Regions from separate parts of the Mus musculus genome. Here regions 1, 3, 4, 5, 6 and 7 are each linked to region 2. Evidence: chromatin contacts called from public HiChIP or PLAC-seq and promoter capture Hi-C data. All regions are on one chromosome and are shown on one strand. Each heading gives the region's core, a stretch centred on a gene start, on an enhancer-like site or on the middle of the called end of the contact. The rest is flanking DNA. Distances are from core to core; before and after follow the strand shown.

Region 1 (3,461 bases), core at 496-2,995, 400 kb before region 2:
CTTGAGTTCAACACATACCCCACCTTTTCAGGGCTCTCTGAGCTAAGCAAGGTACAACCACAAGAAAAATCCCCTTTCCGTCTACTCAAGTATTTCTCTCCCTTCAGTGACTCTCCCAGGAGTCTCCCTAACTAGTTCTAGTCAGCCTTTTCACACACTATCTCATGACCTAGCTCAATAGCTAGATGACCTTCAATTTTTGATCCTCCTGCATCTACCTCCCAAGTGTAAGGACTACAGGCATGTTCACCACACTTGGCTCCCTACCCACTTCAATTCAGTGTAGGATAAAGTACACCCTATTCCTCTCCAAGTACCATCCAGAGTCCTATGGAAAGGCAAGAGGGAGGTGGCACTAAAAAGAGCTATGTGACCCTGTATGAAACATGTCTCCTTTCCTCAGAAATGGCTTACCTGTAAAATGAATAAGACCCTACCTTCCTCACAGAGCTGTGGTAAGTATCAGAAAAGCACACCGCCTCCCAAGCTTCTATGTCCTGGCACTTTGACACCACAAAAGTATGAAACAGTTTCTAGATGGAGAAGGAGGAGTAGCACACAGGATATGACTCTGGAGTTGAGTTACTTGCTGGACAACGTAAGGCAAGTCCTTTCCCTACCCAAAGTCTCAGACTCGCCTCTGTAAAAGAATGATGAGCAGCTCAGCACAGTGGGGGAACTGCAGTCACCTCTCAGCCCCACAGAGAAAATAAAATGAGCAAAACACAACAGAGGGGAAAGAAAGAGAATAAAGATAGCATCTTTTCAAGGCAATGTGACTATTAAATGACACAATGCTACATCAAGCTCTTAACACAATGCCTTATACACAAGTGCCCATTAAAGAGCTATCTTGATTAATGCTAGTCAAGACATCCCATCACCGGCAGACATCAGGCCTAGCTGAACTTCCCTCAATGGGCCACCGGATCCTCATCGCCAAGATGCAGAGGTCAGGCTATACCCTGCAGTACTGGTATCGCCCTTTTACAGTAATTACAGAAATTATCTTGGCCATGTATTCATTTTCTTGCTTCCTGGCTCTCTACCCACAAAGCAGACTCCTAGAAAGCATGTCTTTGCCTGTCTACTCCCTGATGAGACCGGGGCCTAGCATTTACTAGGCACTCAACCACCACCCGCGGACCGCCTGACTTCTGCCAGGCACCGAGCTGAAACCTTTCTGTGCTTAATTCTACTGTCTCCATTTTACGGAGGAGGAAACTGAGGCACGGGGAGGCTGAAGCGCCTGCCTAAGGTCGCACTCTGCGGCCAACTCCGCGGACCAACTCCCACCCATTATGCAACGACGCCTCCTACACCCAGGGTCCCCACCGCGCCCCTCGCGCGCGCGCGCGCGCGCCCGTGGGCACACACCCTCCAGGCCCAGCCGCAAAGTCAGGACTTCGCCGGTCACCACTAGGCAGCCCCCACTTCCGGCCCACGCCCCGCCCCCGGGACAACGGAGCGCGCGCCCCCGGCCCAGGCCGCGCACCGGATCGCGGCCCCGCCCTTCCCCCCCACTGCCCGCGCGGCTCCGCACTGCTCACGAGGAGCCGCCTCCCGTGAATTCCCGACTGCTGCCGCCGCCCGGGCCCGCCAGCCGCCTCACCGGCTTTCTCAGGACCCGCGTCCGCCGTCCGCGCGCCCGGCTCCGGTTCCGTCTTCGTCTCGTTCAAACCGTCGGACCCCGCCCGCCCGCGCGCGATGACCTCACACGCACCCCGCCGTGACGCGCCGACGCAGGGGCTCGTCATCTCCCGCCCGGCCTTTTATAGAGACGGACTGGCCTGCGAGCCGGAGGCGGGGCCGAATGCTTGATCGACAGCTGGCATGCCCGGGGGCGGGGAGCAAGCCTGTTGGGCACGTGGTCAGTTGCGACCAATGACGTGTGAGTCCTCTGAGGAGGCGGAGTCCAGTTGCACATTCTGGTTTGCTGTAGCCCAGAAGAAAATTCGTTTGACCAAGATGGATTAATGAATAGGCTCGGGAGGAAGGTTAGCTCGCCTAGCATACATGAATCCCTGGTTTCAGTCCCCAACACCACAGATGGCAGCTGTGGTGGAACACACCTATCTTGCCAGCAAATCGTTTTGTCATCATCCCAGACCCTCTCTCTGGGAGTTCAGCCTGAGGTACACGAGACCCTGTCTCAGAAAGAAAAAACTGGGAGTGCTAGGCCACTCGTGTACACTTGGACAGGAAAGAGAATCACTGTAAATTCAAGGCCAGCCTGGTCTACAGTAGCAAGCTAGCCAGAGCTACACAGCGAGATCTGGTCTCAACAAAGAAAAAATGGCCATCGAAATGCTTTAGCAGGTGCATGCCCCCAAACCTGACAACATGAGTTCAAACCCCAGGACCCACTGATAGAAGGTGAGACGCGAGTCCTGCAAGTTGTCCTCTGACTAACACACATGGGCAGTGCCACTCGCATGCCTACACACACGCAAATATGCCCACAAATAACTGTGGTGGTATGAACGTTTAATCCCAGGACTCAGTAGGTAGAGACAAGAGAATCTCTGAGATCAAGGCCAGCCAGAGAGCTACACAGTTATTGTTTGCCTTTAAATTTAAAAAAAAAAAAAAAGATTTGGCGCCTGTTTTAGTTAGTGTTACAATTCCTGTAATGAAACATGACCAAAGCAACTTGGAGAGGAGAGTGCTTATTTAGCTTACTCTTCCATATTATCTCTGTTCATCACTGAAGGAAAACAGGGCAGGAACCTAGAGCCAGGAGTGGATGCAGAAGCCATGGAGGGATGTCGGTTACTAGCTTACTCCTCATGGCTTGCTCAGCCTGCTTTCTTATACAACCTGTCTTAGTCAGGGTTTCTATTCCTGCACAAACATCATGACCAAGAAGCACTTGGGGAGGAAAGGATTTATTCAGCTTACTCTCCCACATTGCTGTTCATCACCAAAGGAAGTCAAGACTGGAACTCAAACAGGTCAGGAAGCAGGAGCTGATGCAGAGGACATGGAAGGATGTTCTTTACTGGCTTAGTTCCCCTGGCTTGCTCAGCCTGCTCTCTTATAGAACCCAAGAATACCAGCCCAGAGATGGTCCCACCCACAAGGGGCCCTCCCCACTTGATCACTAATTGAGAAAATGACTTGCGGCTGGATCTCCTGGAGGCCTTTCCCCAACTGATGCTCCTTTCTCTATGATAACTCCAGCTGTGTCAAGTTGACACAAAACTAGCCAGTACACAACCCTAGACCACACCAGCACAGAGGTGTCCTAACCCACAGTGGGCTGATGAGATTCCCCCATCAATGACTAAGAAAACACTTTACCAGCTTGCCTAAGGGCTCATCTTAGGGAGGCATTTTCTTAATTGAGATTCCCTCCTCTCAAATGACATTAGCGTGTGTCAAGGTGTTATAAAACTGCCCAGCACAGCACCTTAATGAAAAACTAAGTCACCATGTAAGAGCACCTGCAATGTCATCTG
Region 2 (3,474 bases), core at 905-3,404:
CACCTGCACACAGAAACTTAGAACTTCAATGGTCAAGATCCAACAACTTCCATGATAAAATAAAAAAACCTACATTTTAGCTTTCTCCTAAGCTCCTTCAGACTTAAATTTATTAAGAGAAGCATGAAGAAATCATTAAGTTCCAAAAATCATAAATACTAGGCAAAGTTCTAGTTTTGATTGAATCACAGAAGGAAAAATACACCACCTCGGAGTTTCAATTTTCATATGCCAAGCAAAAAATAAACTACATCTTTCACACAAACAATCCCTGTTTCTGTTCCCAGGGTAACAGGAGAAGAGCGATGATCAGGAATACCAGTGGAAATTCTCTGGTAGCTCAAACAGCCATGGGTAAATGAATAACCGGCTTTCACAGACTCTAAAAAAAAAAAGGGTTCACTCTAGATCTTTATCAACCTCCAACACTTTTGAGGCAGACAGAACTCACTTTCCAGTAAAAGGAACGGCTAGAAGAAAGCTGAGCTTCACTCCACCATTAAAACTAAATTATAACAATTACATATAAAATACAGGGCGTCAACACAAAAGCAGGATGCACCCATAACCCTGCACTGTGGCAGTCTGAGGAAGTGACATCTCCGAGAAAAGTATAAACCATTAGAATTGTCACCAGCAACATTTCATAAGAACATGCCTCCGGTCTTTTGGCTTTGTATTTTGAGTCCAAAAGAAAGCTATCGCACAAGTCTACTGAAGCTTGGGAAACAGAAAAGCCACAAATCCTCTGGGCAGGTAGCGAGCTCAAAAACCTATTTACTTTTTTTTTTTTTTAACTAAACCCTCAGAAGGGAAGCCTCAAACAGATACACATTCTTGGCAAAGTGTATTCTGCTCCTCTGCAAACTGCCTACCCCCCATTGTAGTCACAGGGCTCAGTGTGATTTAAATATTCGAGGGTCACCGGCATAACAATCGCTTAAGCAGCTGCCTAAAGTACTGTTTCTCAGAGGAATCTCGAGTTCAGTGTGTTTAAAATGAGCCCTAGTGCCAATGTTTGAAACAAAGTCCCCAGGTATGCTCCCACCGGGCACTCTAGTAGTTTGAGAACCACTACTCAGGGTTCACATCGGTCCTTAGCGACTGCTTTCCGACACACACCTGGTTTAAATTGCCAACGCTCTAAATGCTTCTCGCGTCCTTGAAACCAGGGGCACTTTTCCCACCCCTACGGTGTCTTAGTGACCCACACACCTCTGCCCACGAAGAAGTCCGGGGAAGCACTTCCGACCTTTCCCGGAAACCTAACTCCCCGCAGAAGAATAAACGGGCGCTTTCCCCGGGACCCCCCGCTGCTGCTGCCAACGTGGGGGGAGGGGAGACTGGCGCCCGGGCGCTCGGAGGGGGGAGGAGCCGCTTGCCAGCTCGCCCCTCCGCAGGAATTCAAGGGGTGGGGGGATGCAGAGAAAAGGCGTCCCAGCCTCCTCGGGCCCGGGACCTCGGGAGCTCCACACCCGGGCGGCCCCGCCCCCTGCTGCGGTGGGCAGGGCCTCGCCCCTCCCCCGCCCGGGGAGCCGCGCGGAGCCCACCCCCTACGCCCCCCGCCGCGGCCCCCCGGGCAGCTCGGCTCACCAGGCGCGCGGCCTCGGCCCACGTGCGCTCCTTCTTCCTCTTCTGTTTGTCCTTCATCCTCCTCCTCCGCGGCGGCGGTGGCGGCTCCACGCGGGTCCTTCGGGCGGGGCGGACTGGGGCGGTGGCGGCGCGGGGCTGGGGCGGAGGCGGCGGCAGCGGCGGGGGGCGCGTGGCGGCGGCGGCGCGTGCGAGGGCTCGGGTGCGGCCGGAGAGGGCGGGCGCACCGGGACTGGCTAGAGCGAGACCCCGGCGCGAGGGTGGCGCTGGGGGGAGGGGCGGCGGCGGCTCCACGCGCCCGCGCTGCGTCAGTCGCCCACGGTGGCAGCGGCAGCGGCAGCCCCGCGATGGCTAAGGAATGCGGCGGCTCCGCATAACCACGGGGTCAGAGGTCACGGCTCCGGCCTCCGCGTTCCCGCGCTGCTGGGAAACCCAAGAGCGAACTAGTGGCGGGCGGGCCCGGATGGCGAGACGCGGCTTTCCTTTCGACGCTCGGATGCGTGCGTGTCTGCCGTGGGTATGTGTGTGTATGTGTGTGCCCGCGTGTGTGTGAGAGAGAAGAGTGAGGAGGGGGAGTGTGGGTTTTTTTTTTTTTTTTTTGAACAAAAACAAACCGAAAGGGTGGCTGGGATTTGTAGTCCTCACTGGCTTCCTGGCCTACCCCTCTCCGGAAGAAAATGGCTGCCTCAAGTGCTTGGACCACATTTCCCGGAGTGCCCCGGGCTCCTGTTTTCCGCCCACTTTCTTCCGTACCCCGCTGCGCTCCAAGCACGGTAAAGAAGGGGGCGGGAAGTCGGTCAGAAAAAGATGGGGCGGGGTCTCGCGAGGTTCGGGAACTAGCGGAGGCCTGAGGGTTTCTGGGAGGTGGTGCTGGGAAGGGGCGGTGGCTGGACTCCCCCCTGGCCGCGCGCGCGGTTAACCCGTTCAAAGCTTTTTTTTGATTCTGGTGGCGGGTCCAGTGCGGTTTCGGATCTGGAGTTGGTAGTCTGCTACCCTGCTTCCACTGCACCATCCCCCACCGCATACACAGTTCTCTTCTGGACTTCTGGTGGGTGACAAAAAGCAGGACTTTTCTTTTTGGCCCACCCTTAAATGAGTCAACTGGCGCATAGTAATAAGCAAAGAGACACTCATATCAGTAAAACGGTTATTGCACGATTGACCGACTTAGGTGATTAACCCATTTCCTCTTGTAATACCTCTGTGTGTTTGCAGAGAATGCACCTGCAGTTTCCAGCAGCGTTGCCGCCAGGTGAATTTGATGATCCGATAGTAGGTAAACACTGAAGGTCCATCCACAGAAATCTAAATGCACCTGAGTGTATATTTAGACGCAGTTGCCCGGAGAGAGGTCAAGTCCTAATGTCAGCCAACCTAGATTTAGAATCCTAGTTGTGACTCCTTGACTACTCCTAACCCCGCTGAGCCTGTTTGATCAATGTTAGCATAGTATCCCACAACCTTGATGGGGTACAAATTAGCATGAAGTATCTAGAAGATGGGAGAGAATGTGGAAGATCCTGATATTAGGCTCATGTAATTTGGCTTCTGCTGTAGAATAAATGAGAGCTGTTATTACTACACAGTGGGCAATGGAGCCTCTGTTCCTTGATTGCAGTGACAGGATGATAAGGTTTGAAGCACCCAGAACATTATTTTTCTGTGTTTGTTGGCCCAAAGTACAGAAACATCTCTACAGTCTTGAACTGGATTGATGGCCAGGTTTTACAGTTTTTGAAAGGTTTATGTGGGTAAAAAAACACCCTGTACTCTTGTGGTGTTAGTACACAGGCAGCCAGTGCTGAGACGAAGAAATCACCCAGCAGTCCAACCCTTGTACCTAAAGGACTCAGCGGTCCTTATTAGTGCTCACCCAAGACTCAA
Region 3 (3,260 bases), core at 479-2,978, 280 kb after region 2:
TCCTCCTAAAAACTGCGGGAGGTGCAGCCCTGCAGGTCCGCCCTCCCCCCCTCAGGTGGAGAAGCAAAGAGACTCCAGGCTGAGAGCTAGAAAGAACACCAGCAGGTAGGACATCGTAAAGCTGCATTTTAAGTACCCAGGGAGGGTGAAGCTCCTGCCAGCCAGATTCAAAGAACGGCCAAGGCCCCAGGGCTAAGTGGAGGATAGCTAGGCATTTATTAGGCTATTGCTTGTTTGTGAGTTAGAATTATGCAATAAATAAATGTAAGTATAATCCAGAGACACCGATACAAAGACACCCAGGATGGATCGAGGGAATCTGAGAGAACTGCTGTTTCCTGGATCCCATCCTGAGCCTATGGAATCCGAAGCCCTGGGGGCAGCAATCTAGCGGCATTCTAGAACTACGTTGGCAGTTTCTAAAGCAAACCATCAATTCTGGTGACACGGGTGGCATGCTATTTAGCTTCCCCAAAAGACAGACACAAACAGGATGGGCGGCCACCTAGGAGCCTAATCAGATGGACCTCACTGGGTGAATTCTAGCACTCATGAGGCTGAGGCAGGAGAATTGCTGTGGGTTTAAGGCCAGCCTGAGCTATACAGTCAGTGAGTTTTTAAGATCAGCCTGGGTTACATGGTTAGACCTTGTCCCCTAAATAAATACATAGACCCCTGAGAATTTGTGCATGTCAGCCCCAATGATTCACATGGGGGCACGTTGATGTGTCTGTACTGGGGATTTTATCCAGAGCCTCACATAAATACTTCTGAGCTGGATACCTCCAGCTCTCTTGGCACTTAAAATTCTTATTATCAGTTTGCAGGTTAGGGAATCAAACCTGGGACCTTGCATGCTAGATAAGCATTCTGCCAAGGAACGGGTCCCCCCTCCCCCCAGCCCACTTTTACAGTTTTGAGACAGGTTCTCAGTAAATTACCCACACTAACTTTAAACTTGTAATCCTCCTGCCTTAGCCTCCAGAATAGCTGGGATTACAGGCCTGTGCCACCGTACTGACCTCATGTGAGTTCCTTATAAAACATTCTGAACCCCGTTTCTTAGGTGGAGGGAGCCCCGTGTGTATGAGGGTGCAGTGGGAACTGGGAAGTGGAAAAACCTCTCAAATTCAAAAGAGGAGGAAGGTGGAGAAAGGACTTGGGTTGGCTTAAACTGAGGTCTCAGGAGTGAGTTTTTGCACAAGGGTAGGGGAGGGCAGGTGTAGGCTTGGGAAACAGCGGGCAGGGGGCAGGGAACAGGTGAGAGGCCCCAGCCTGGATGGGCAATCTGCCAAACTATAATCATCTTGGCTGGGCCTTACTGTCTGGGTGATTGGGGAGGGAAGGTGTCTGCTGTGTGTCTGTCTGTCCCTTTCTCTGAGAGGCTTCGGGAAGCTACCACCAGAATGTCCAAGAAACAGGAAGACCCTGTCAGTCTCTCAGTAGACGTATGACAGAGGCCACTAAGACTGAAGCTTAGACCGGAGCCCAGATGTCCGTCTGGCTGTCAGGGACAGAAAGAAACTTCCTTCCAAAAGAGAAGGCAGTCTCCCTTCCCTGTGCTGTTTGCTAACTCCACGTTGCTCACCTCTGTATCCACCTTCAGAGACATTTCCCAACCCTGGCCCTCTCAACCCCCCACTCACCTTCTTCCCTTTCTTGGCTTCATATTCCATGGTGAAACTGCTCCTCTTGTCCTGCCACCCTCCTCTCCCCCTCCAGACCCCCCTCCATTTCCTTTGTTCTTTTTCCTGCCCGGTCGGAAACTCCACCAGTACCAGAGTTCCTGCCCCTCCCATCTGATGGTGGGGGTGGGGGCAGATGGAGAACACTGCCTTGGAACCCTGCAACTGAAGGGTGGGAGCCAAACATGGCGTCTAAGGGGCTCGGCACTTGTTGGAGCAGACTGAGGAACGGTCCCCCGAGTTGGAGATCACATTTGGGTCATTCCCTATGTCTGCCACCAACCTTGCTCAATGACTTTGGCAAGATAAGACATTAAAAGCCTCTTTGAAAGCCTGCTGCCTGTTTCTCTGTATACACCAGGAGAAACCCCGGCCTTTCTCTGAGAAATGAATGAGTAGGTGGAAAGTGCTTCAGACTATGTCCAGGCAAGTTAACATAATAGTAGTGGTAGTGGTGGTGGTGGTGGTGGTGGTGGTGGTGGTGGTGGTAGCAGTAGTAGTAGTAATAATAATAATAAATCCTTATTTTTCAGAGATGGTATATGGGGGCCTCTGGGACTGGCTGCCTGCTACTTACTTCACCACTTATGCCTCAGTTTCCACATTCAACCTGACCTCATAGTACTTTGACTAGGATTAAATACACTTAGAACTCCTGGAACATATGAAATACTCAATAAATATTAAATATTTACTATTAGGGATACTCAATAATAGAGCACTTACCTAGCAGCCTGCAGGCCCAGGGTTCTGTCCTTAGCACTGCAAATGAATAAATAAAAAACCAAATTCTATTTCCTTATCTGTGGCTTCCGGGCTGCCTCACTGTCTTTTTGGCATATTTTTATCTCCTCACTGTATCTGCGACCATGATTTCAGTGACATAAATTTTAAAAATGCAGTTTCGTGTGCAGATCCTGGCTCAAGGTCACGTGGGCGGCGTGCTCGGCAAGGATTCTGCATTGGGGGTGGGGGTTCATGTCACACAATGAGTATAAGAACGTGGGGCTTCCAGCCTCGCTGGACCTGAAGTCTAGTGTCCAGTGCTGCTGGGGCTCTAACCTCCTGTGTGCCTTAGCAGGCACACTTGGGGTGTTCTGAGTGGCCCGTGGGCACCTGCCACAGCACCTGGGTTCTGGATGCCAGAGCTCTAGAACTGCTTTGCTGGTGTCCCTGGCTGCAGTGAATATTCTAAGCCCTGGTCTTCAGCGTCCCGACCTTCCCAATGAAAGGGTGATCCCCAAAATCCTCTCTTGCTAGTGCTCCCTATGGTACGGAAGACACAGGGCCACAGATCATAAACAGCAGGTGCCAAGGTTTGGAACTCTTTGCATGGTAGTTTTGAAAGGGTGGGTGTACCATGTCAGGTCTCTTATCACTCTTGGGTGTGGGAGCTACAGGACACCCCCAACCCTAGCCATTCCTATCTTTCTCCACACACCAGAAAGGAAATGGTCCCGGCAGTTTGGTCCCAGACTTACAGCCTCTTCCTCCTAAGACCATGCATCCTGCCAGTCACGTCCGAGCACTGGAACATGAGACCTCCACTCTGCCTGCTGGGCCAGTGAAAAGAGA
Region 4 (3,739 bases), core at 1,030-3,529, 300 kb before region 2:
ATTTTGCTTAGCTTGTCAATTACACCTTTAGCAATCCTCAAACATAGAGGGGGAAGGAGGAAAAAAAAAGTGGCCCAAAACCATAAACAACACAGCCCTTTTCCAACAGGGAACAAAGGGGTCGGTGATGGAGTGGAGATGGCCCTGCAGGTAAAGACACTTGCAGCCAAGGCTGGTGTCCTTAGTTTGATCTCCAGACCCACATGGTAGAGTATGTTGCCTGCCACACGTTTTCCTCTGACCTTCACAGTGATGGCCTGTTCGTGCACACACGTACAGAATAAAATATAAATTTTTTTTAAAAAGGAAACAAAGACAGCCCTTCCTGCCAACTCCCCAGCCACAGACAATGATGGTTCAGAAATGCCTCCATAGCTGAGAATGAAACACAGTACCTCGGGGAGGCAGGAAAAGGAGGGGCTGGCAGGGGTGACTTTCCATTCCGCTCGGCCCAGCGTACCTCAACATTCGCATACTGAGGCCTACTCCAGGTGCTGTGCCATTGAGTGCTTATCCCACCTTGAAGATGGGGGGGTTGAAGACCCCACAAGCTGGCTTCCTCCCTAATCTTAGTGAACTGTTTCTATTGCACATGGCCTTCTATAGCAACTAAAGCACATGGATAGAACTGTAATTGCTTTTGCAATAGTAGGACTTAAGCACAAATCCAAGACAGTGCTTGCCCGAGATGGGCAGTCTGCTTCCAACCATGTGCCGGGAGGTAATGAGGCCAACCACACAATAAAGATGGTGCTTGGTGTATTACCAACCTTACGGAAGTTTACCTTGAAGCTGGGAGGTGTAATGCAGTGGTGGTGGGTAGCTTACCTGAAAGAAGGCCCTGGATTTGGTCCCAAGGCACTATGGATGGGGGAGGGGAGATCCCGCGTCTGGAAAGGTATATACCTGAGGTTTCCAAGGTCTGGCACAAGCCTCAGCGGGCCTGGTGGACAGAGGAAGGTCGGTGAGTGTCACCAGCCCAAAGCCCACAACATCCACAAGTCCGGAAGCACTCTACTGAGGCCTTAATTCATTTTAATTCATATGCTTCCGAGTGCAAAGCAGAAATCACAGGGAATCACAGGCAGAGGCATGGAGATCACAGGACTGCCGCTGCCACAGGTGAGACTGGAGCAAGAAACTCTTCCCCTCCGTGCAGTCCAACCTTGGGAACGCAGTAAGTAGGTCTCCGCTTTGATTGCAACCTCTAGCCTGGACGGATTCCACAGGTATCCCTAAGCAATCCCTGAAGCACGGACGATTAACCGCTAGGAAGTGGAGGCAGAGGGTCATTTTATAATTAAGGACTCAGTGTATGGACTAGGTAGTGGGGCCACCTCACCCCGGAAGAAGGCTAAGAATGGAAAGTGAGCCCCTAGGGCAGCCGGCAAGGTGAGGAACCGCCCCCCGCTGGCTCCTCCCCGGCCAGGTGTGCTCAGCCAGCCCCTCCCAGCAGCCGGCAACGCTGCAGCACAAGAGGCTCCGCTCCGGAGGACCCCGGGGACAACGCCCATCTAGCATCCCCACTTGCCGGTACCCAGAGCGCCATCCCAACCTGGGAGTGCGAGGTTCCAAGTCAGAACGGATCCACAACCACTACTACATTGACAAAACAACTTCTGCCTCTACATCCCAGCCTTTCCTCCCCGAGGAGGCTCTGGGTAAGAACTGGGCTAGGTAAGGACTTTGGGTCCCGGGGACAGCCACCGCTCGGGCCCCACTCCGCTCCCAAGTGTTCTCAACTCTACACTCCAGAAAAGTTGCTGCAGGTCTCCTTCCCTCAACTCTTCAGAGTGGCGGAGTGCAGCGGGGACTTCGCTTCCTCTGTCCCCGTGCCCAGTCCCGTGTCCCCGTCCCGCTAAGCGCCACGCGCCCCGTTCTCCCCAACCCCGGCAAACATCCAGGCGCCACCAGGGGACCTGTCGTCCCGGAACCCACACAGCCCCAACCACCAGGTCCCAGCCCACGAGGGGCGCGTGGCGCTCACCTGTCGTGAGGCTGGCTGTAGCGCGGCGCCGCGATCGCGCCGCGGGTCCTGGCCGGCGGGCGGCGCGGAGTGTCGGGTTCGCGAATCTCCGGCGCCGATCGCTGCGCTACGTTTACTTGGGCCGCTTAACCCCGGCGCTGCCGGACTGGAGCGCCCGTGCGCTCGCCCGCGCGCCAGTGGGCCACCCGGGCTAGTCCGCGGCGCTCAGGCGAGAGCGTCCACGCGGGCTGCGGCTGCGAGACGAGGGGCGGCGACGAGGACGCTACGGGCCGGGCGCGCACGGGAGTGGGTGGGGAGGGGGCGGCGCCGCTGCCCTTGTAGCCCGGGCCCGGCCCTGGCCCCGCCCCCGCCCGGGGGGCGCCCCCGCCGCAGCCACTCACCGGCCGGCCGGGCCTAGGGGACGGGCGAGGGAGATTTGAAATCCCTCCCGAGCTTCCTCGCCCTGCCTCCTCGGGAGCCTCCCCTGGGCCCCCTATGCCTTGCGGGTCACCCTCCTAGATGACCAGAGCCCACGGATAGCTCCCAGCCCTCTCCACCTGAGACACCCCCTTTCCTGTCCCCCAATCCAGATCAGATGCACACACGCACATACAAGCACATTCACAGGTCTGGATGAGCGGCCCAGAGAGGGAAGAGCTCCTGCTGGAGTCACACAGCAACCCTGCATTGGCTTTTCGACCATCCCTCCGCTGCAAAGCTGTCCAGGGCGCTGTAGTGGCCCTATGGGTCACCCGCTGGGGACCCCCGTTCTGCTTCCTGCTTTCACCTAGCTTGGCCTTTGTCAGCCATCTTGAGGGGAGAGGAGGCCTTGGAGGAAGAAAAAGCATACATGTTCCCCCAACTACCTGGGTTCCTCGTGCCAGCTGGGGAGGAGCCCTACCCTGCAGCTTAGGGCTGCCTCGGCCAAAAGGCCCACGCTGAACCACTGGAGAAACACAAATACTTATGATAGGCACCTGGCGTTCATGTTTATTTGTTTTCCTGCTTGTCTGTCTCCATACATTAGATGGTGATCACTAAAGTAGACACTAAATAAATATATGTTAAAGGGATAAACAAATCGAATGATTGCAAAGGCTCGGCTCGATACAAGGCCTAGCACGTGCAGGCTCAGCTTTCACGGATCTTTTATTTTGTTGGCTCCCTGACTTCACTCCAACCTCTTCTGCTTTGCTGCTCCTCCTACACACCAAGCATTGTCCTTCTAAGGAAAGCTTTGGCCTCTTTCCTCCTTTCAGACTTTGTTTCCCCAGATCTGTCACAAGAAGAGGCTTTCTTATCACCAAACAGAACAGTCTTCAAATCCTATAACACTGAAACCCATCTGAGATTGTTTTGTATAGTCTTGTCTGCATCTCCTAGCGGGGCAGAGGTGGCTTCCATCTTCCATCTAGATGGAAACTGGAAGCCACATCTCTCTAGGAGCACAGGTCCACAGGGAGGCTAGCATCAAAAGGAATTAACTCAATACAAGTTGGTTGAATGAATGAATGAATGAATCTCCACAGGTCTCTTGCCTCTGGGGTTCTAACTCCTGTTAAACACAGCTTTCCTCCTGCCCTTCTTCCTGGTTAGTGAGTAAATGGGCAAATGGCGACTATTTGGGGAACTTCAAGTCTTAACACTTCCTGGGCCCTTTTCTACTTAAAAAAGAGTAGACTGGTCAAAAGACAAAAGGAGAGAAAGCCCAGCCCGGCCTGGACCTGGCCCCCTAGGGAAGAGGAACCGCAGGAATGTCTTGACTGCCAGGGC
Region 5 (3,750 bases), core at 950-3,449, 310 kb after region 2:
CCACTTTAGGCTAAAGGGAAAGGGGGATGAAGCTTTGGCTACCCAGAATAGGAAGTTACCATTTCAGAATCTAAAAATAACTCACCATCTGTCCACTTGGGCACAGAATGATAAATGCAGATTAGTTCCTGGATGTAGACATGAATATTTTTGTGTGTCAAGCTAATAATAATAAGACCATGGATAGTGTTTTCCTCTTCCCCTTACTCTGGGGCAACAGAAGTAGAATACACATCATCTTGGCTGGGGAAGATGGGGAAACTAAGGCAGAGAGAGAGCCAACAGAATAACAAGGGTGACACAGAGCAAGTGAGCAGCTGGGGCAAACACCAGGGGTCCAGTGTCCAATGCTCAGCTCAGAACAAAGTCTTCTGACTTAGGCAGAATCCATTCAAATGCAACAGAGTAAATAACCATCTTCTATATCTGAAGAGTGGCTTTCCCTGTGCTTTCCACACCTCCGTTATAATCGCGGTAATCCCTGACATTCCCAAAATATGTTCCAGTCTCCAGAGTCCCCACACAGACCTCCTCTTGCCTGCTCATCCCAACATGTTTAAAAAAAAAACAAAACAAAACAGTAAGCCAGCAAGATGAGAAGAGCAGAGATTCCTCTCATTTCACAGGTGAGAGAACAGACTTGGAGGGAGGAGGAGGTGTGCCTAAGATCACACAGTAAGCAAACCCATTTTGTCACCGCAGAGTACAGCCCAAGGAACTAGAGTAATCCTGATTTGAGAGGAGCTGTGGTTTAGAATTCCCCCTCTCTCCAATTACCTCAGCCCAGCAGGCACCCTACTTGCTGGCAAAGGATGAAGCCTGCAAGTGAACAGTTTGAATGAAGCCTCAGCATCCGGTCTGAAGACTAAGGGTCAGCCAGTAGCCATCTAGTGTCAGAGTCAAGATTCCAAATCTCCTTGGTCCCTTTTGGGGGATGGGACGGCACTGTGGAGCTCCTTAGGAAGTAGGAGCTAACCAGTGCTGAATTGGGTTCACCCCAGGCCCTTTCTCTACAAAACCAGAAAGTTTGGGCGGGATAGTCATTTAGCTGCCTTTTCCAGGATGTTGGGGTGGGCTGCAATTCTAAACTGAGTGCCTGTGAGTGGTAGGGAGGACTTCTGAGTGGTTTCCTAAGTCGAGGCTTGGTACCTGGACATGGGGGAAGGGTCAGGACTGGAAGGATCGCTGTGGTCCTGTTCCAAGTGTCCCCTTGTTCTCTGCATACATCACTCAGAATCTCTGACCCCATCTTGCCCCATTAGCCAGATCAAAGCTATGGTTCCAACAGAGTTTTGCAGAGGTGAGGAGCTGACTGCAAAGAAATGAGAGCGGCAATGGAGTGGGTCGGGGTGAGGGTCAGGACAGGAGCAGGGCGGGCTAGAAAGGCCAGAGCAGATCTGGGGCGGCATCCCACTCCCAGACTCAAGCTTCCTTCACCTGCTCTTTTCCTACCTCCAGACCTGGCCGAGTTGCAGGAGGTGAACGAGGGTCTGCAGTAGCCAGACGCAGAGGCGGCAGCAGCGGCGGCGGTAGGTGCCGGCCGAGGATGGTGCGGGCCGGGGGACCAGCTCCGCGCTACCTTCTTTGGTCCGGAAGGCGACAGCACTGTCCTTGGTGCTGATGGCGGCTCCGACTATGTCGCTGTCCTTGGTGCTGACGGCGGGTCCCGGGGTCCCCGCGGGCTCCGAGTAGTCGTAGACGAACCAGCGGAAGCTGAGCAGCTGCACGACCAGTGAGGGCAGCAGCACGAAGAGCAGGGTGAGGCCGAAGTAGGTGCTCTGACCCTGCAGGTAGTAGGAGGCCGCCAGCCACAGGTCGGTGGCGCCGTCGGAGAAGAACACGAGCAGCGCGCACAGCACCCAGCAGCAGTCCCGCAGCTCGTAGCGTGGCCCCGGGCACCCCGCCTCCACCGGTCCCGGGCCCGCGATCCCCGCCGCAGCCTCCCCGCGCCCTCCCGCCCCGCCCCGATCTGCTCCCGCCGGCCCCTCGGGCCCCGGGCCGGCCACGGCCGCCGCTCCATCCGACTTCGCGGCCATGTTGGCGGAGCAGGAGGCGGGGAGCGACTTCCGGGCGGCGGAGCGGGTGGGGTGCGGAGTGGGGAGGACCCTGCGCGGGCGGCTCCCGCCTCCCGCTCTTCCTCCGCCGCTCCTCTTCCTCCTCCCCTCTACCTCAATTATTCATCCTTGCCGGCGCCGCCCCGCCCGGGCTCCGGCCTGGATGTGGGCCGCCCCCTGGGAAGGGAGGGGGCCGGGGTGGGGAGAGCATCCCAGGTCACCCTCGCATGGCTTCCTCGGAGGCGTGGGGCCCAACCACATGCTTTCTGCCTCTGGCCTCCCCCTTTGACTGCCCCCGCCCTATCCTCTCCTTTTCCATTGATCTCCTGTGGTACCTCCGGTGGTTTGGGTCTTGCAATGTCCCAGGAGGGTGGGAGGCCGAGGTCTGAGAATAAAAGGACAGGGGTGGGGGCAGCTGCTTGGGCACCTGCCATAACCCGTTAGCAGTCACTCCTTCCAACGCCACTTCCTAGTTCCCCCGTGTTCACTTATTGTTTCATCCCCTCCTTTGATCTTGAGAGATCTCTTTTCTCATTGTCTTTTTCAAGCTGAGAAACTGCGGTTCTCTGAGTTGCGGTCTCTCGGTCTCTCGATCACCTTTCTTTTAGGAACCGCGTTCATCTGGCCACTAGCCTGATTAGGCAAGGCAGAGGAAAGGGATGGGAGGGAACCCCTTGGGAAGGAAAGAGCAAGTGCAAACAGCTACTCCCATCACCACTGGAGGCCACATTTTCTAGGATGTCCGGAAGAGGGGGTGGGGGTGCAGAACGATAAAACTGGCGATTTCCGATGGATTGGACCCTGAAGGGCCAGAAGGTGACAACGGGGGCACCTGCTGCAGAATGTCAGCTGAGGAGTTAGGTGGCTAGGTCAGGATTTAGCAAGAAGACTTGGCAGCCAAAGTGGAGCAGGGATCACAAAGCAGCAGCCTGGAACTGGAGAGAACAGAGGAACATTATAAACACAGTCCATGAGAGGAGCTAGGGGTCTCTCATGTGCCTGAGTACTCCCACACAACTACACCTTGGCTTGGATGGGATATCCTAGGACACTGAACCATTTCTTTGTCATTATTCTAAGCAATGAGGAATCGCTAATCATTTTAGTCTCACAATTTATATGGTCTATATTGTTCTGCCCATTCTATAGATGAGAAAACATAGAGTCAAAAGATACATTTAGTGGCTTAAAATCACATAGTGTTAGAAACAAATTCAAACGTGGCTCTCGAATAGGCTTTGAAAACTCAAGGGAGTGAGGAAGAGTGAGGAGGGGAGGAAGTGAGGTGGAAGGACCACCCTGCCTCAGAGTGACAGGGAAGATAGAAGAGACAGCTGCCCTGGGCTGGGTGGAGCAGCCATCTGCTGTCCTGCAGCCTGGCTTCCCTTTCGTGTCCAGGGACCGTTTTGGTCTCAGTGATGCTTGGGAGGTTGGGGTACCAGCTGTTGCCTAAAGCTAAAAGCAGAGGGGAGGTGTTAAGGGCTAAGGGAGTTTTCCAAGGTGGATTGGAGGCCAGCAGCCCATGTTTAGGCTGTCAGGAGGCTAGAGGTTTCAGTCAGAAAGACTCATCACTCCTAAAGAAGCCAATCTAATATATATAGAACCTTAAGTGGGGTCAGAGAGTCGGCCTGGCTCCTGACACCCCATTGTTAGTCCTTAGAGGTCTGTATCGATGACTTCACAGGTGCTTGCTCGG
Region 6 (3,638 bases), core at 1,110-3,609, 330 kb after region 2:
CTGCCTCAGTGAGCAGAGACAGGTCACAGGTCACAGGTCTGGATCAGGGTCATTGCACTTGCTGTGTCCTCTACCTGCAATGCTGTCTCACCTCACCCAAATACCCTCATGGCTCACCCCCTTACCTCCTCCCCATGTCTGTTCCAGTGCCACCTCTTCAGAGAAGCCCTCCCTAACTACCTTATCCCAAACGGTTCCTGCATCTCTCCCTGTCCACCTTGCATCACTGGGGAACCTGTCAACACTTATCTACACTTGACTCGGGATGCATTTGGTTATAGCCCTGCCAATGGTCCTCTCCCCTGCTTCCCCAGCCCGAAGGCAGGCATCACACCCGGCTCTGCTCACAGTAAACTCATGAATCTCTAAGCCTGGGAAATTGCTACATTTTTGTGACATGAATAGTTAGGTAATATCAGAGATATCCCAGAGTTCACAATCTGTTCATTTTGACCCTTGGGGATATGTGTGACCTTCTCTGCAATATCCAATGACCAGATGTGGCCCCGAGGGTCAGTCGGAGCCAAGAAATTTAACATGGAACCTTTCTTAACTTCTCTCCATGCAGGACCACCCAGCAGGGGTCAGAGGTGTCCGTTTTTCCAGCCATCTTTGGCCCCAAGGTGGAGAGACGATGCAGGACTAGGGTCCAGGCCCCAGGGATTCCTGGAAGACTCATTTTTCCTTTGGCAAATACCCCCACTTCTTTCACAGGGCTTGTGCCTTCATTTCTGAACCAGAAGGTGTTTACACAAAACATCCTGGGTTTGGCGACAAATTCACCCTCTATGAGGAATCCTTAATGAAGCTTCCTCCATCCCCACACCACGCAGCTGCAGAGAAAACTGTCTGTCTCTAGTAATTGAAGGTAGCCCAAAGCCAGACAAGAAAGAGGTGTTTCCAGGCTTCGTGAGGCACAGTTTGTCAATGTCCATAGATAGTTGTGAAAAAGAGACCAGCACCCTCCACCCCGGGGAATTTGTGACTGATTAGCCCTTCTCTCAGCCTCAGCCTGCAGCTATAAAACTAAACAGGCATAATCCTGTGAGAAAAAAAAAGTGTCCGTGAAATTCAAGTGAGGCAAAGAATATGAATGGGCTAAGTTTCCCAGAGTCCAAAAAAGGAGACTAAAAAGTGAACCTCAGAGTTAGGCCTTAGGGGAGGTGGCTCCGTGAATGAAGAGTGTTCACTTTGCAAGAATAAGGATCTGAGTTTGAATCTCAAGCGCCTACAGAAAAACCCAGACATGGCTGTGTGAGCAGCAACAAACAGCGACAGGCAGATCCAGAGAGCTCAATGTCTAGCAAGCCTAGCCCAAAAGTGAGCTTCTGTTTCAAGGAGAGGCTCTATTTCAAGACAATAAGGTGAGAATATCAGGGAGAGACAGACACCTGACACCCTAATCTGTCTGGCCTCTGCTTGTGTCTGCAGGAGCACAGAGCACCCTTACACGCATGCAACACACACACACACACACACACACACACACACACACACCACACAAGAAAATAGATGAGATATAGCTCAGTGGTAGAGCGTGGTGTTTGAGAGGCACTGGGGTAATTCCAGTTTCGCACACGGAAAAACAAAAGAGGATTGGTGAGGCAGAAACTCCCAGGCCCAGCGTCTGAGCCTCCAGCTTTGCAACATTGGGGGACCCCTCCGGTTCTGTCAGGCAGTCACCACACACACACACACACACACACACACACACACACACACGCCTCCTCTGGGAAGTCCTGGATCCTAATTCACTCTTACGCTCTTACTGACACTCCACTGCTCCCCTGGACAGTTTCCAGCTCCTTCTGTGAATCTCGGCTTGCTACTGTGGACATTAGATTCAACAAATGCTGCAGCCAGATGCAATTTAAAATAATTACTGCTTCCTTTCCATCTTCCGGGGAGAAAGAGAGAGAGTGAGGGGAATTTCTATCACCCATTATTTACAAACTGGAAGCTGAAAACGTCGTGGATTAAAATATGAGTCTGTCTGCCACACTCAGTTTCTGGGCGTCGTTAAACCGGGACTTTATGATCTCTGTGTCTCCAAATCCCTTATCACTACCTTCCATAATGTGTAATTATTTTGCCTTCAGTGTTCGTTGTTTTCCAATGGGACGACGTTCCTAGAGTCGGGATGTTTTATTTGCAGCCGCGTTCCTGACACCCAATCTGGTATGTAGTGGATGCCCAGGAACCCTTTGAAGGGAGGGAAATGGACAGTGCGTTGTGTTGCTCCTTCAGAGCCTGTAGGGGGCGCACCTGCCCCGCTCCCAAAGCCTACCCCGCCCCTCTGGAGCCCCGCTGCGGCGCTTGCTCTTTTCACTGCGCAGGCGTGCCGGAAGTCCCAGAACAGCGCGTGCGCGGAAGGAGCCAAGGTGAAGTTGTAGCAGTGTGTCAGAAGAGGTGCGTGGCACCATGCTGTCCCCCGAGGCGGAGCGGGTGCTGCGGTACCTGGTCGAAGTAGAGGAGTTGGCCGAGGCCGTGCTGTCGGACAAGCGGCAGGTGAGAGACGTGGCGGCTGCGAGCGCGTAAGTGCGCGGGGTGGCAGGGAGCTCACCCGGTCTTCCGGCGTCACTGGTCCCAGCGGCCTGGCGCGGAGCGAGCACTGGTTCTGTGCTGGATAGTCGCCTTCCTTTCACCCTGCCCGGTCATTGCTGGTCTCCTGGATTCTCACTGTCTGCGGGAGGCTCCCCTGACACCACTTTCCAAACGCAGTCCCTGGCCCATCGTGAATCAGGTTACTGAGACATGGGCGGCATGTGTCTGGGCAATGCGCTGGGGTGTGTGGGTGTGATGTGTGGGTGTGTGGGTGTCGGGCGCGGGGGTGAGGGGTTGAGGGCCTCGTAGATCCGAAAGGGGTGCTTGGTTCTGTTTCTGTGGTAAGTGGTTAGTCCCTAAAGGGAGTTCGTGCTGGGGATCGGTTGCTTTAGACTCTAAACTTTAGAGGGCTTACTGTGTTGTCTAGGTTAGCCTTGAACAATCCGTGGTCTATCCTTGTCAGTCTCCTGAGTTCTGGGATTATAGGCGTGCATTTGGATGTTAAATGCCTCTCTCTGGCTGCTTCCTAGAGAGCGGGGAACCATTCAGGTGATCCCGATGGTCTAGAGTTAGACCAGATGGTAGTGATGGGGCGAGACATATACTTGATATATTTGATGGTCTTCAAACGCTGTCATAATGGCCATAATGGTTCTTTGTGGTCTATATTTGAGAAGGCTTGGTGGTTCACTAGCTGCGGCCCCAGATGTCACCTCTTGAGTAGTTAGCTGTCATAGTGGTACCATGCCACAGCTGTTCCAGTCCAGTATGGTTGAGTGTCTGGTGAGACTGTCAGAGTTACCTAACAAGAGTGTGTCAGTAGTCACTGTCTAGAGAAGACACTCAGCTCACTCCCTGGTGACTCTGGTACACTCTCAAGGTTGACTGGATGACACAAAATGATTCAATCTGCAGGCATTTTCCTAGCACCTTCTCTGGAGGAAGGAGGTTTGTGTCGAAGCAGAGGAGCTGGAAGCTGAGTGGGTAAAGAAGCACCTTCCCACCTGAGTCCTCCATGTTAGGCAAGACCTTGGAACTTAGCCAGAAATGATACCTTGTCTCTTCAGATTGGGGCTGGAGGCAGCTGAGTCCCC
Region 7 (3,375 bases), core at 263-2,762, 260 kb before region 2:
TCCAGCCCCCTCTAGCGGTCAGCAGTGGCGATGAATTCAGAGTGGAGTGGGGAGGAGTCTCTGGCGCAGGCCTCCTCCCACCGCCTTGTCAGCAGGCCAAGCCTTGGAATTTTGTGCCAAGTCTCTGGAAAGAGGCCTGTCCTGCCAGCCAAGGGACAGAAAAACAAGATGAAAGGTTCCAGGAGTGGCAGTAGTGGTGCATGCCTGTAATCCTGACCCTTGGGATGTGTAGAGAAGACGACTGGGGATTCAAGGCCAGCTTTGCAAATCTGAGGCCAGGTTGGGCAACATGAAATCCTGTCTGGATAGATAGATAGATAGATAGATAGATAGATAGATAGATAGATAGATAGATAGATAGATAGATAGATAGATAGATAGACCTAAAAAAAAATACACAGGCCTGGAAGCTGGCCCCAGTCTTTCCTTGGGGACTACCTTTGAATCAGTGTGCCAACTCCTCTCTCCGGCCCTACTCATGCTGACCAGGAGCCAGGCAGGGGTGACTACTTCCATGAGTGTAGACCTTGGCTGGAGGAGTGAGTCCGCAGAAGCACGTGCGTCTGTTGGGACTCAGTCCGCTGCCCTTCTGGATAGCCAGCACGGCTGGGGGTGGCAACTGATGTCACTGCACTTTTCCCTGTTCAGCCTCCTTTGCGTTGTGACAGATACTGACCTCCCCATGGAGGTCACCATCTCTTTGTTTCGCCCACAGTGCTCTGGTGGGGACTTCTGTCCCTGTACTTAATTCTTCAACACGCCTGCTTCCCTAACTAGGCATTCCATTTCCTAGGGTTTGGGTCTATTGAGCCCCATAGCTGACACCCGTTTCTTGTGAAAAGATCTTTCCTGAGGAGGGAGAGGGGGAAGTGAGGTCCCTCTCCCTACCCTTTACTGGGCACTTTTTTGTTTTTATTAGGTATTTTCCTCATTTACATTTCCAATGCTATCCCAAAGTCCCCCATACCCTCCCACCGACCCACCCCCTGGGCACTTATTTTTATGGTATTAGTTACTGAACCCAAGGTTGCTCGCTGCTCCCTCCCCACCCCACCCCCCTTTTTGGAGACAGGGTTTCTCTGTGTAGCCCTGGCTATCCTGGAACTCACTCTGTAGACCAGGCTGGCCTTGAACTCAGAGATCCACCTGCCTCTGCCTCCCAAGTGCTGGGATTAAAGGCGTGCGCCACCACTGCCCGGCTACTGCTCCCCTTTTGCCTCCGGTTCATCCTTGGCAGAGTCTGGGGCTGTGGTCACTTCAAAAGCCCTGGACACCAGAAGAGGCAGGGATGTCACCAGGGAACGGGGAAGAGCCATGGCTTCAGCCCATATACTTCCTCTTCTTCTCACACCTGCCATTTCCTGACTGTGTGGTTTCTGCCCTCTGTGAGAGCTGATAAACCAAGCCTGGAGGCCCAGCGCTGTTCCCCAACGCCTCCCCTAGCTGGGCTTGGTCCCTTACCCTGGGCGGTGCTTGGCATGTGGTTGCTGGATACAGGCGTATGGCACTGTCAGGTAGACTGGCAAGCTGGCATGTAACAGCGTCTGGGTTTGCCAAGGACATTTGACACACTGCCCTACAAGCTTGCGTCTTGGAAGGCTGAGCTGAGCTGGCTCTTTAGCTAGATTGCTACAGAATGGCCTTTGCTATGGTGCGGAGGTTATGAGGGCCTGGGCTCATGGCTCTTTGGAAGCACGCAGTACTCTCAATACTGCCTGGGCCGGTGTTTACAGAAGGCGGCTCTCAGCACGGAGCAGTGAGGACCAGAAGCAACAGTGTGTTTGAAGGAGCTACAGGGGCCGCTGATTTCATCAGTATTTGGAGGTTTGGGGCACTGTGCCCTGCTTGAGAGACACTAGGAGCCAGTTTATCTGACTCCCTATTAGAGTACTAGTTAGTGACCCCTGGTGCTCACTGCCCAGTGTCAGAGCCCAGGCCCAGTGGGTGCAGTGAACTTACAGGCCATGTGAATAAAGAAAGACCATTGAAACAAAGGGCTGGGTGCCTAGCCCGAGTGGCAGTTAGGACAGCAGGCTCTAACTATTGCAGGGTCATATCATAGCCTGCTTCTGTGCCTCGGTTTCTCTGTTAGATAGTACTGGGAGGTCCAGCCCTGCTGCTTCTGGCTGTGTGGTGTCCAGTGCTGTGACTTCAGTACTTCAGCTCTGCTCTGACCTGTGCGCCCCCTGCCTCCCTCTGGGCAAACTCCTCCTCACTATCAAGGCTCAGCTCCACTGTCCTTTTCTCTAAAAGGACTTCCCTGGCCGCTTGTCTGTCTCATCTCAGGCCCCGCCATGTCCTAGGGCTTTATCCCCTTTTATCATCTTCCCCCAGCACAGAGCTTGGCGTTTGTTTTTTAGAGTCAGGCTCTCATGTAACTCAGGCTGGCTTCCGAACAATAGCCAAGTATGACCTTGAACTTCCGGTCCTCCAACACTGAGACTTCCGGTCCTCCAACACTGAGACTTCAGGTCTTCCAACACTGAGACTATAGGCATATGCCACTGTCCTTCTAGCTTTATTTATTTTTTTGTTATTGTTTTTGTTTGTTTTCTTGTTGTCTTTTGAGACAAGGTTTCCCTGTGTGGCCCTGGCTGTTCACGAACTCACTATGTAGACCAGGCTGGCCTTGAACTCAGAGGTCCACTGGTCTCTGCCTTACAACTGCTACGAGTAAAGGGGCCGCCACCACCTCCTGCTTAAATTTGCTTTCTGAGTCCGAGTCTCACTCTGTAGCTCAGCATACTCTGAAATTCATTCTGCAGCCCAGGCTGACCCCAAAGTCACAGCAACCCTCTTGCTTAGCCTCCCTGGTATTGGGATGAGTCACCATGCCTGACTTGAATAAATATTTATTGAATGAGTGAATGAATAGATGTCCCGAGGGTCTCATCTGTCCCTTAGCTGTGATTCAGTGTCCTACCCACTGTGGGCATAACTCATTCCTACATCAGTAAGACAGGGTCTTGCTATGTAACCTTGGTTGGCCTGCATCTTGTTCCTTGCTAAGTAGACCAGGCTGGCCTCAAGCTCATAGAGCTCTGTCTGCCTCTGCCTTCTGAGTGCTGGGATTAAAGTGTGCGCCACCACATCCAGCTTTCCCCTGGACTTTGGAACGGTAGCAGACAGCAGGGTGCATACTAGTACCTTGGGCATCTGGCTCATAACAAGGATGGATCTTTCTGTCCTTGCTGCCCTGACTTGCTGCTGCCTCCTGCTGGCTGTGTATATAAGGACTTACACGTGTGTGAACTCTGGTGTATGTAGAAAGAAGTGAGGCCTTCTAGGAGGGAAGGTCCTGGACCTGAGGTAGGCAGAAGACACAGAGATACCTCTAGAAAAATGCCTAGTTGGCCTGAGAAGATGAACCAGGAG

What was found. Promoter capture Hi-C pulls out the DNA fragments that hold promoters and counts their contacts. HiChIP or PLAC-seq counts read pairs in DNA pulled down with a chosen protein or histone mark.
Region 1: a promoter capture Hi-C map of pre-B cells shows a contact between it and region 2, with 7 times the contacts expected there. The contact joins the promoter of Mapre1 here to the promoter of Asxl1 in region 2. A contact is called at or near these places in 3 of 39 promoter capture datasets (erythroid cells, hippocampal neurons and pre-B cells), 5 of 484 Hi-C or Micro-C datasets (CD4 T cells, CD8 T cells, embryonic stem cells and 1 more), 2 of 115 datasets of contacts at active chromatin or transcription factors (memory CD8 T cells and microglia) and 1 of 9 other capture datasets (adipose tissue).
Region 3: a contact with region 2 is called in a promoter capture Hi-C map of neutrophils, with 4 times the contacts expected there. The contact joins the promoter of Ccm2l here to the promoter of Asxl1 in region 2. A contact is called at or near these places in 3 of 39 promoter capture datasets (macrophages, neutrophils and pre-B cells), 1 of 115 datasets of contacts at active chromatin or transcription factors (large pre-B cells) and 2 of 9 other capture datasets (liver and macrophages).
Region 4: an H3K4me3 HiChIP or PLAC-seq map of embryonic stem cells shows a contact between it and region 2, with 13 read pairs. The contact joins the promoter of Dnmt3b here to the promoter of Asxl1 in region 2. A contact is called at or near these places in 3 of 39 promoter capture datasets (the C10 cell line, embryonic stem cells and neural stem cells), 5 of 115 datasets of contacts at active chromatin or transcription factors (the SCID.adh cell line, effector CD8 T cells, embryonic stem cells and 2 more) and 2 of 9 other capture datasets (adipose tissue and liver).
Region 5: a promoter capture Hi-C map of pre-B cells shows a contact between it and region 2, with 4 times the contacts expected there. The contact joins the promoter of Xkr7 here to the promoter of Asxl1 in region 2. A contact is called at or near these places in 4 of 39 promoter capture datasets (the C10 cell line, embryonic stem cells, hippocampal neurons and 1 more) and 1 of 484 Hi-C or Micro-C datasets (embryonic stem cells).
Region 6: a contact with region 2 is called in a promoter capture Hi-C map of pre-B cells, with 3 times the contacts expected there. The contact joins the promoter of Pdrg1 here to the promoter of Asxl1 in region 2. A contact is called at or near these places in 5 of 39 promoter capture datasets (the 3T3-L1 cell line, the C10 cell line, embryonic stem cells and 2 more) and 1 of 115 datasets of contacts at active chromatin or transcription factors (effector CD8 T cells).
Region 7: a promoter capture Hi-C map of fetal liver shows a contact between it and region 2, with 3 times the contacts expected there. The contact joins the enhancer-like site here to the promoter of Asxl1 in region 2. A contact is called at or near these places in 2 of 39 promoter capture datasets (fetal liver and hippocampal neurons), 1 of 484 Hi-C or Micro-C datasets (embryonic stem cells), 8 of 115 datasets of contacts at active chromatin or transcription factors (bone marrow-derived macrophages, effector CD8 T cells, embryonic forebrain and 5 more) and 1 of 9 other capture datasets (pancreatic islet).

Annotation. Positions count from the first base shown.
Region 1 is chr2:153,739,571-153,743,031 of GRCm38.p6, reverse strand. Mapre1 (microtubule-associated protein, RP/EB family, member 1) reads right to left here and starts at 1,745. Exons shown (of 7, transcript NM_007896.3): 1 at 1,613-1,745.
Region 2 is chr2:153,344,510-153,347,983 of GRCm38.p6, reverse strand. Asxl1 (additional sex combs like 1) reads right to left here and starts at 2,154. Exons shown (of 13, transcript NM_001039939.2): 1 at 1,594-2,154. The coding sequence starts at 1,650. 2500004C02Rik (RIKEN cDNA 2500004C02 gene) reads left to right here and starts at 2,174. Exons shown (of 2, transcript NR_040318.1): 1 at 2,174-2,363.
Region 3 is chr2:153,064,423-153,067,682 of GRCm38.p6, reverse strand. It overlaps Ccm2l (cerebral cavernous malformation 2-like), which reads right to left and starts at 1,728. Exons shown (of 10, transcript NM_001372363.1): 1 at 1,647-1,728. The coding sequence starts at 1,676.
Region 4 is chr2:153,647,989-153,651,727 of GRCm38.p6, reverse strand. Dnmt3b (DNA methyltransferase 3B) reads right to left here and starts at 2,279. Exons shown (of 23, transcript NM_001271744.1): 1 at 1,988-2,279.
Region 5 is chr2:153,030,301-153,034,050 of GRCm38.p6, reverse strand. Xkr7 (X-linked Kx blood group related 7) reads right to left here and starts at 2,199. Exons shown (of 3, transcript NM_001011732.1): 1 at 1,453-2,199. The coding sequence starts at 2,036.
Region 6 is chr2:153,014,104-153,017,741 of GRCm38.p6, reverse strand. Pdrg1 (p53 and DNA damage regulated 1) reads left to right here and starts at 2,359. Exons shown (of 5, transcript NM_178939.2): 1 at 2,359-2,508. The coding sequence starts at 2,422.
Region 7 is chr2:153,606,413-153,609,787 of GRCm38.p6, reverse strand. No RefSeq gene overlaps it. Among named protein-coding and RNA genes, the nearest start is that of Commd7, 25 kb to the left of the region's middle. Within about 2 kb of position 1,512, at least 150 of the 459 cell types and tissues checked have an H3K27ac peak or open chromatin away from gene starts, as enhancers often do. A contact at or near this core is called in effector CD8 T cells, fetal liver and pancreatic cancer cells, where this site is marked.